Linked DNA regions of Gossypium hirsutum: region 1 is linked to region 2. A link is a contact called in public Hi-C data. All regions are on one chromosome and are shown on one strand. Each heading gives the region's core, a stretch centred on a gene start, on an enhancer-like site or on the middle of the called end of the contact. The rest is flanking DNA. Distances are from core to core; before and after follow the strand shown.

The links. Hi-C and Micro-C count contacts between places; a contact is called where the count stands out from the background.
Region 1: a Hi-C map of leaf shows a contact between it and region 2, with 3 times the contacts expected there. The contact joins the promoter of LOC107886541 here to the promoter of LOC107886546 in region 2. A contact is called at or near these places in 21 of 34 Hi-C or Micro-C datasets (anther, callus, cotyledon and 4 more).

Annotation. Positions count from the first base shown.
Region 1 is chrA03:97,116,758-97,119,631 of Gossypium_hirsutum_v2.1, forward strand. LOC107886541 (beta-arabinofuranosyltransferase RAY1) reads right to left here and starts at 1,574. Exons shown (of 6, transcript XM_016810535.2): 1 at 1,417-1,574; 2 at 1,005-1,333; 3 at 571-820; 4 at 1-494. The coding sequence starts at 1,422.
Region 2 is chrA03:96,982,368-96,985,413 of Gossypium_hirsutum_v2.1, forward strand. It overlaps LOC107886546 (plant intracellular Ras-group-related LRR protein 3), which reads right to left and starts at 1,433. Exons shown (of 3, transcript XM_016810539.2): 1 at 606-1,433; 2 at 65-231. The coding sequence starts at 1,178. It overlaps LOC107886545, which reads right to left. Exons shown (of 4, transcript XR_001680791.2): 4 at 2,055-3,046.

The DNA of each region.
Region 1 (2,874 bases), core at 324-2,823, 130 kb after region 2:
GTTGTCTTTGATCTCCGGCATTTTGGGATGTGTCTTTTCCATAAGCTCTTCCTTTTGTAGGCATATGTATGAAGGAAATCTTCTGTGGCATTAATAAGAAGGTATCGGCCATCACATTTAACAAGTTTCATCACAGCAGAATAATTAAATCCGTGAAGAGATGATAATCCATACACTGCTGCAAGATGAGAATTGCAATCATACTCCCAACTTCCCTTTTCAATATCCGAAACATTGGAACTCTTAACGAAACAGTTAGACTGATAACTTGAATCCCCCAGGGCAATGTTTGAGATAGTCCAACTGGCATCAAACACGAACCTTAATCCACTAGACAAAGCCTCGTTGATTAGCCAATGGTTGTAAACTCCCTTTCCATATAGGAAAGGAGGAAGCACCCCATGATGTAAGGGCATCTCCCCATTGTTCCATGCTATGACCATTCTACTGTCACAACAACTCCACTGCCAACTTGAGCCAAGAGTATCCTGCAACTGATGAAATGGACAGTGATGTCAAATGAAGTTTTTCCCACTAGATCTCCAATTTCGATGTGGATTCTATACGTACCTCCTGAATTCTTATCCTTTGGCCATCTTTTAGCCAATGTTTCCTATCCTCATCCAGATAGAATGGGAAATTTGGAACATCTCGTGGAGAAGCAAAAAGGAGCCAATCATCATCAAGTTTATGAGCATAATTCAATGCCAACACAAAGTCAGGGAGGAGAATAGTTTCAGTATCCATAAAAACATATATGTCAGATTTAAATGCCCGTGATTTTGCCACCATGGAATGAAAGAAAGGAACCCCAAGAAACCTATATCATCCAAAGACAGCAAAAAAACCTATTGAAATTGTTGTGAACCGAATGTTAATCAATGCCCACAAAGTCACCGCTAAAATAACTCTAGAAGTTGAGTGATATTTTCCAATCAGTCTCTATACCAGTCAATGAATAAGGATATAAAGATTCCTACAAAGAAGATAAATTAATTCCTTACGTGAAATCAATAGCGGATTCAACCAAAGCCCGGGAACCTAAAGATTTGGCAAAAGAAGCAGCAGAATGGTGTTGACTAAAGAGAATGACTGAGATTTGTGGAGACAAAGCAAGCCATGACCGAATAGCTAGACTCTGTTTAGTCCCTGAGGAACCTGTAAACGGCGCCGGAGCAGTGAAAATAGTAATTTTGGGGGTGTCAAGGTCGCTAAAACTTGTATGGCTGAAAATAGGATTCGTGGAGAGTGGCAACCTCTGCGTAGCATAAAGAGATAGAGCAATAAGGAGAACCCCAGACACCCAAACTGACCATAATCCAATTAGCAACGCCTGTATAAGTAAAAAACATCAAATTAAAAAAAATACATTAAGAGCTGGATTGCATGATATTGATGTGGAAAAAAAGAATGGACCTTCATTGTAGAGAAGTTGTCAGAAGAAGAAATGCAAGTTGTTGGCGGGTTTTGGACGTGGTAAAGGAATGACCGGATGGGTAATGAAGAAAGACAAAAAGAATGGAACTTTAACTGAAAGAAAGAAAGAACGTGCACGAGGGAAGCATTTAAGCACTAAGGTTGTCAGCACCAAAGACGGGGGATACCCACAGGACATGTGATGTATTACATCATTAAAAGTCAAATTCCATTTCCGCAAACTGCTCGCTTTCAACCAAATAAATCCGACTTTTCTATTAAATTTGCCTCGTATTCCCCACTTCCGGGATGAAATTGATAAATACAATTAATTCTTTAAGGAGTCTAGAATTTTTTTTTTTAAATTTTGTCGAAATTAAATGGATATTTTGTTGATAGCCCCATTTTAGTTTCTCTCATTGTATCTCTCATTGTATTATCAATGTATACATACTTTCACACAATATATAATAATATAATTACTATAAACATGCTTTCTCATTTTTAATTAATATAAAAATGCTTCTCAATAAAAAATTGCAATTTATTAAACATCATTTTTTTATTGACTTTTATTCCAAAAGTTCAACTTTAATCAGGTTTAATTTATAATGACATAATATATTATGAACACATGTTGTAAGAAAAATGGAAGGCTGGATGATGGAGTTAAAAATTAAGTTACTTCATGTATACATATAGGTACACTATAAAAATAGTCACTTTTATTTACCTTAAGTTACATTTTAGTCACTTGTGTTTGAAATGTTATGTTTTAGTCAGCTATGTTATCATGTTGTAACATTTTAGTCACTAAGTCGTTAATTGTCGTTAACGGTGTAACAGTGAGCTGATGTGGCACGTTAAATCATCATTTTAAATAAAAATTTTAGGTTAAATTATATAATTGGTCCTCATATTTTTTGTTTTGAATAATTAAATTTTTTTTTATGTTCTTTTAACTTTCCTTTTCTTTTCTTTATTTTCTATTCTATTCTGGTTCTCTTTTTGTTTTCCTCCCTTCTCATTTTTTTTAACTTAGTTTTTCTATTGTTTCCATTTGTTAAAACTTTTTTTATGTTTATGGAAAAAGAAAAGGCAAAAGCTTAAATCAAAATAAAACTTGTTTCGCATATTCTCACCCCAATTTAGTTTAGAAATTAGGTTATATTCAAATCGATATTTGATTAAAAATGATTGAGAATCGGGTTTGAGTGAAATTCAATTTAGGAATAATGTGAAAGAAACAAGGACTTGGTTTATTTGGTGGGCAAAGATTATATTTCTGCAATGAAGAATAAAAGAAGAGAGAAAAATAAAAGGGAAGAAAAAAAAGAAAAAAAAAAGAACAAAAATTTAAATTGTTCAAAAAGAAATAAAAGTATAAGGACTAGTTTTAACAAATGAAAAATATAGAAAAACTATTTTAAAAAGAAATTGATGCGTCGTTGAGAGCAC
Region 2 (3,046 bases), core at 183-2,682:
ATCAGGATTGGTGTTTGCATTTCACTCCTGGAACAGCAAGAGTGAACAAAAAATAGTATAATACCTGCATCGTGCAATGCTTTCCGGGAGGGCATTTAGCTTGTTTCCCGAGACATTGAGGATCCTCAGATTAAGCAACAAACCAACGGAGTCAGGCAGATGTTGCAAATGATTGGAGGATGCATTAAGCTCCTCAAGTTTCTTTAGTCCTCCAATCGAATCAGGAATGACCTGGTTCCCAAGCACAAAAACACTAGTACATAAGCGTCTACCCATATTGTATACAGTTAAACAATTTACATATGTAAAGTAGTGAAGACCATAAGCAGCAGTTCTTTGTGCAAAACAGAGAAAATATACCAATATCCTCAGTCTCATGAAATACGCCATACTTTTAGAACAGGAGATAAAGCAATTTTAATTGAATAGCGAAAAAGGAAAGAATCCAAGTATTTAGTTTATCAATTGGTATAGTGTTGATCAAAGGAACATAACGTAGCTACTATAGTTCTTAGCTTAAACATCACAACTTTCGCAATTTCATCAAGCCTTGGATCAATTTGGCATAAACAGAAGAAAAGATAATGAAAATAAACATATAATACCTCTATCTGGTTATTGGAAAGATTGAGATAAACCAAACCGTGAAGTTTACCAAAGGCCTCAGGCAATAGCCTCAACTGTCTTCCAGAAAGCTCAACTCTTTCAACCACCCCATTCTCAGCTTCTTTCAATATCCTCACAACATCCTCATTTACTTCATCATCGCCGCTCATTTGCTCGACAGCTGAGCAATACAAACGACCCAGATTCTCCTCCACCTCAGTCAACTGTCTCTCATAATCCTCGTGCAAGCCTTCCAATCTAAGCACGGTCTTATATATGTCGGCCTCCTGTAAGGAAGATTGGGTTTCTTGAATGTGGGTAATCTTGGAACGAGCAGCGGAGACAGCTGATGGATCGGGTCGAGGTCCTAGGGAGCGTAGGAGGGAATGGGTTTGAGTGACGGAGGTGGGGATGGATCGGGAAAGTGAAGCAAGGATTGATGGATCGGGTAAATGGGGGAAACGGGTGAGTAGATCCTGGCGGATTTGGGGAGGGAGTGATGGGTAATTGTAAGGATCTTGTTGGGAGAAGATGTAGGACAAAATGGGGAACTTTGAAAGATTAGGATCCATTAAGGTGATTGAAGGAAGCAGGGATGAAGGAAACAGGGTCAGGTGGAGGGAGGAGCATTGACGTGTGAGAACGACGAGAGAGTAGTGAACAGCAATGACTCATGGAGCTGATGAGTAGTGTCTCTCGGTTAGCAGTTAGCATCGCAACGCCGAATGCCAAAAGGTACTTCTGGCATACGCTGGACCTGGTCTACCGCTTTCCTTTGCTCACATCATCACATTCTATACTTTGCCTTTGGGTTCTTAATTTCTGAGCTAACAGTGGGTTCCTAATGGGCTTTTCATTTATTGGTGGCTCTGGAAGGAAAGGCTTCATAGAATGACCCACCATCAACCCCCCCCCCCAACAATACATTTTATTATTACGGTTATTATTAAGGTTCCAAACTTGATTTACATAAAATAAGACACTTACATAATTTATATTTAGTAAAAGAAAGTTGGAGCAATTTTACTATTGTCAATTTTGAAAGTGAGCAATTAAAGACAATAATCAAAGTATTAATGTTTTCCATTAATTATACATAATTTTAATTTATATAATAGTAAATTTAACCTTCAATGTTTATATTATTTTTCATTTTGGCCTTCATTTAAAAAAAATAAATAAATTTAGCCTCAATATTTGTGCGAAATAAATTTAATAAATTAGGATCAAATTGATAGAGATTAAATAACTCTGAATTTTTTAGAAGGACAAATTTGCTCAATTTTGAAATTGGGGAAGATTGTAAAGTTCTTTTTACCTTTATATTATAACAACTCAATTAATAATAATTGTATTTATCCTCCACTTAAAAAATTTTGAACTAATCCAATATCTTTATCATATCAATTAACATATGATATTTATCATTATATAATTAATAGTCAATATTTCATCACATAAAAATATTTTATTATACAATTTTAATTGACTCAAAATTTGGTATACATTATTGAACATAAAATATAAGGGTGAAGTTATTAAAATACTAATTATAAACAAAATTATATACAAGTTGCGTATAAATGCCACAGAAAACAGAAGCGTGATGAGGATTTGAGGATTTGAGTCAGCCAGCCAGCCATCCATACACACCCTGGCCTCTTGGTCCATTATCAAGAATCAAAGGCTTTAACGTCGCCAATATCAGACCCGATCACAGTTTTCAAATGGAAGATTAGACGCATGTGGGATCCGTGATGGCTACACCATTCTCTTTTTTTAATAATGAACCCACTGCTCCTTGTCCAAAATAGACTTCCCAAATTCATGCTTTCTCCATTAGCATCCTCTGTAGTATGGTTTGTTTGATGTAAATAAAAGGGAAATCAATCATATACATTAGGAGGATAAAAAAAAAAGATGGGCACATGGTAGGGATAACCTTAAAACCACTTTATCTTTATCCCCGAAAGATGATAACATAGAATCATCAAACTCTTTCATTTTCGACTTTAATATTTGATAAATAAACACCCTTTCATATTATCTCTGCAAGATTATATGCGACACTGGCGACCCTTCCTTTGAACCAGAAATCACAACCTCTTACTTCTTTTAATTAATTAAAACTCAGCTCAGCTGGAGTTGGAGACTTTTTTTAAAATTTAATCCAATATCTACAGTCCTCTCTCCTATATTGTACTTGTTCATTTTGTGTCTTGGATTGAAGGGAACTCTTTATTCTGTTTCTGTTGTGAATATATTTTAGCTTTATTCCAAGGAAATTATTGTGTCCCACTACTATATTTAGATCCTTTGAGTGCATCTTCTTCATCGGTTAAAATACCAGCTGTCAAGGGGGGGACATGTTTTGTCCATTGCCTGGTGTTCAATAAATTCCAGTCATGACTCCATTCATCTGATTCTTCCAATGGTCCCT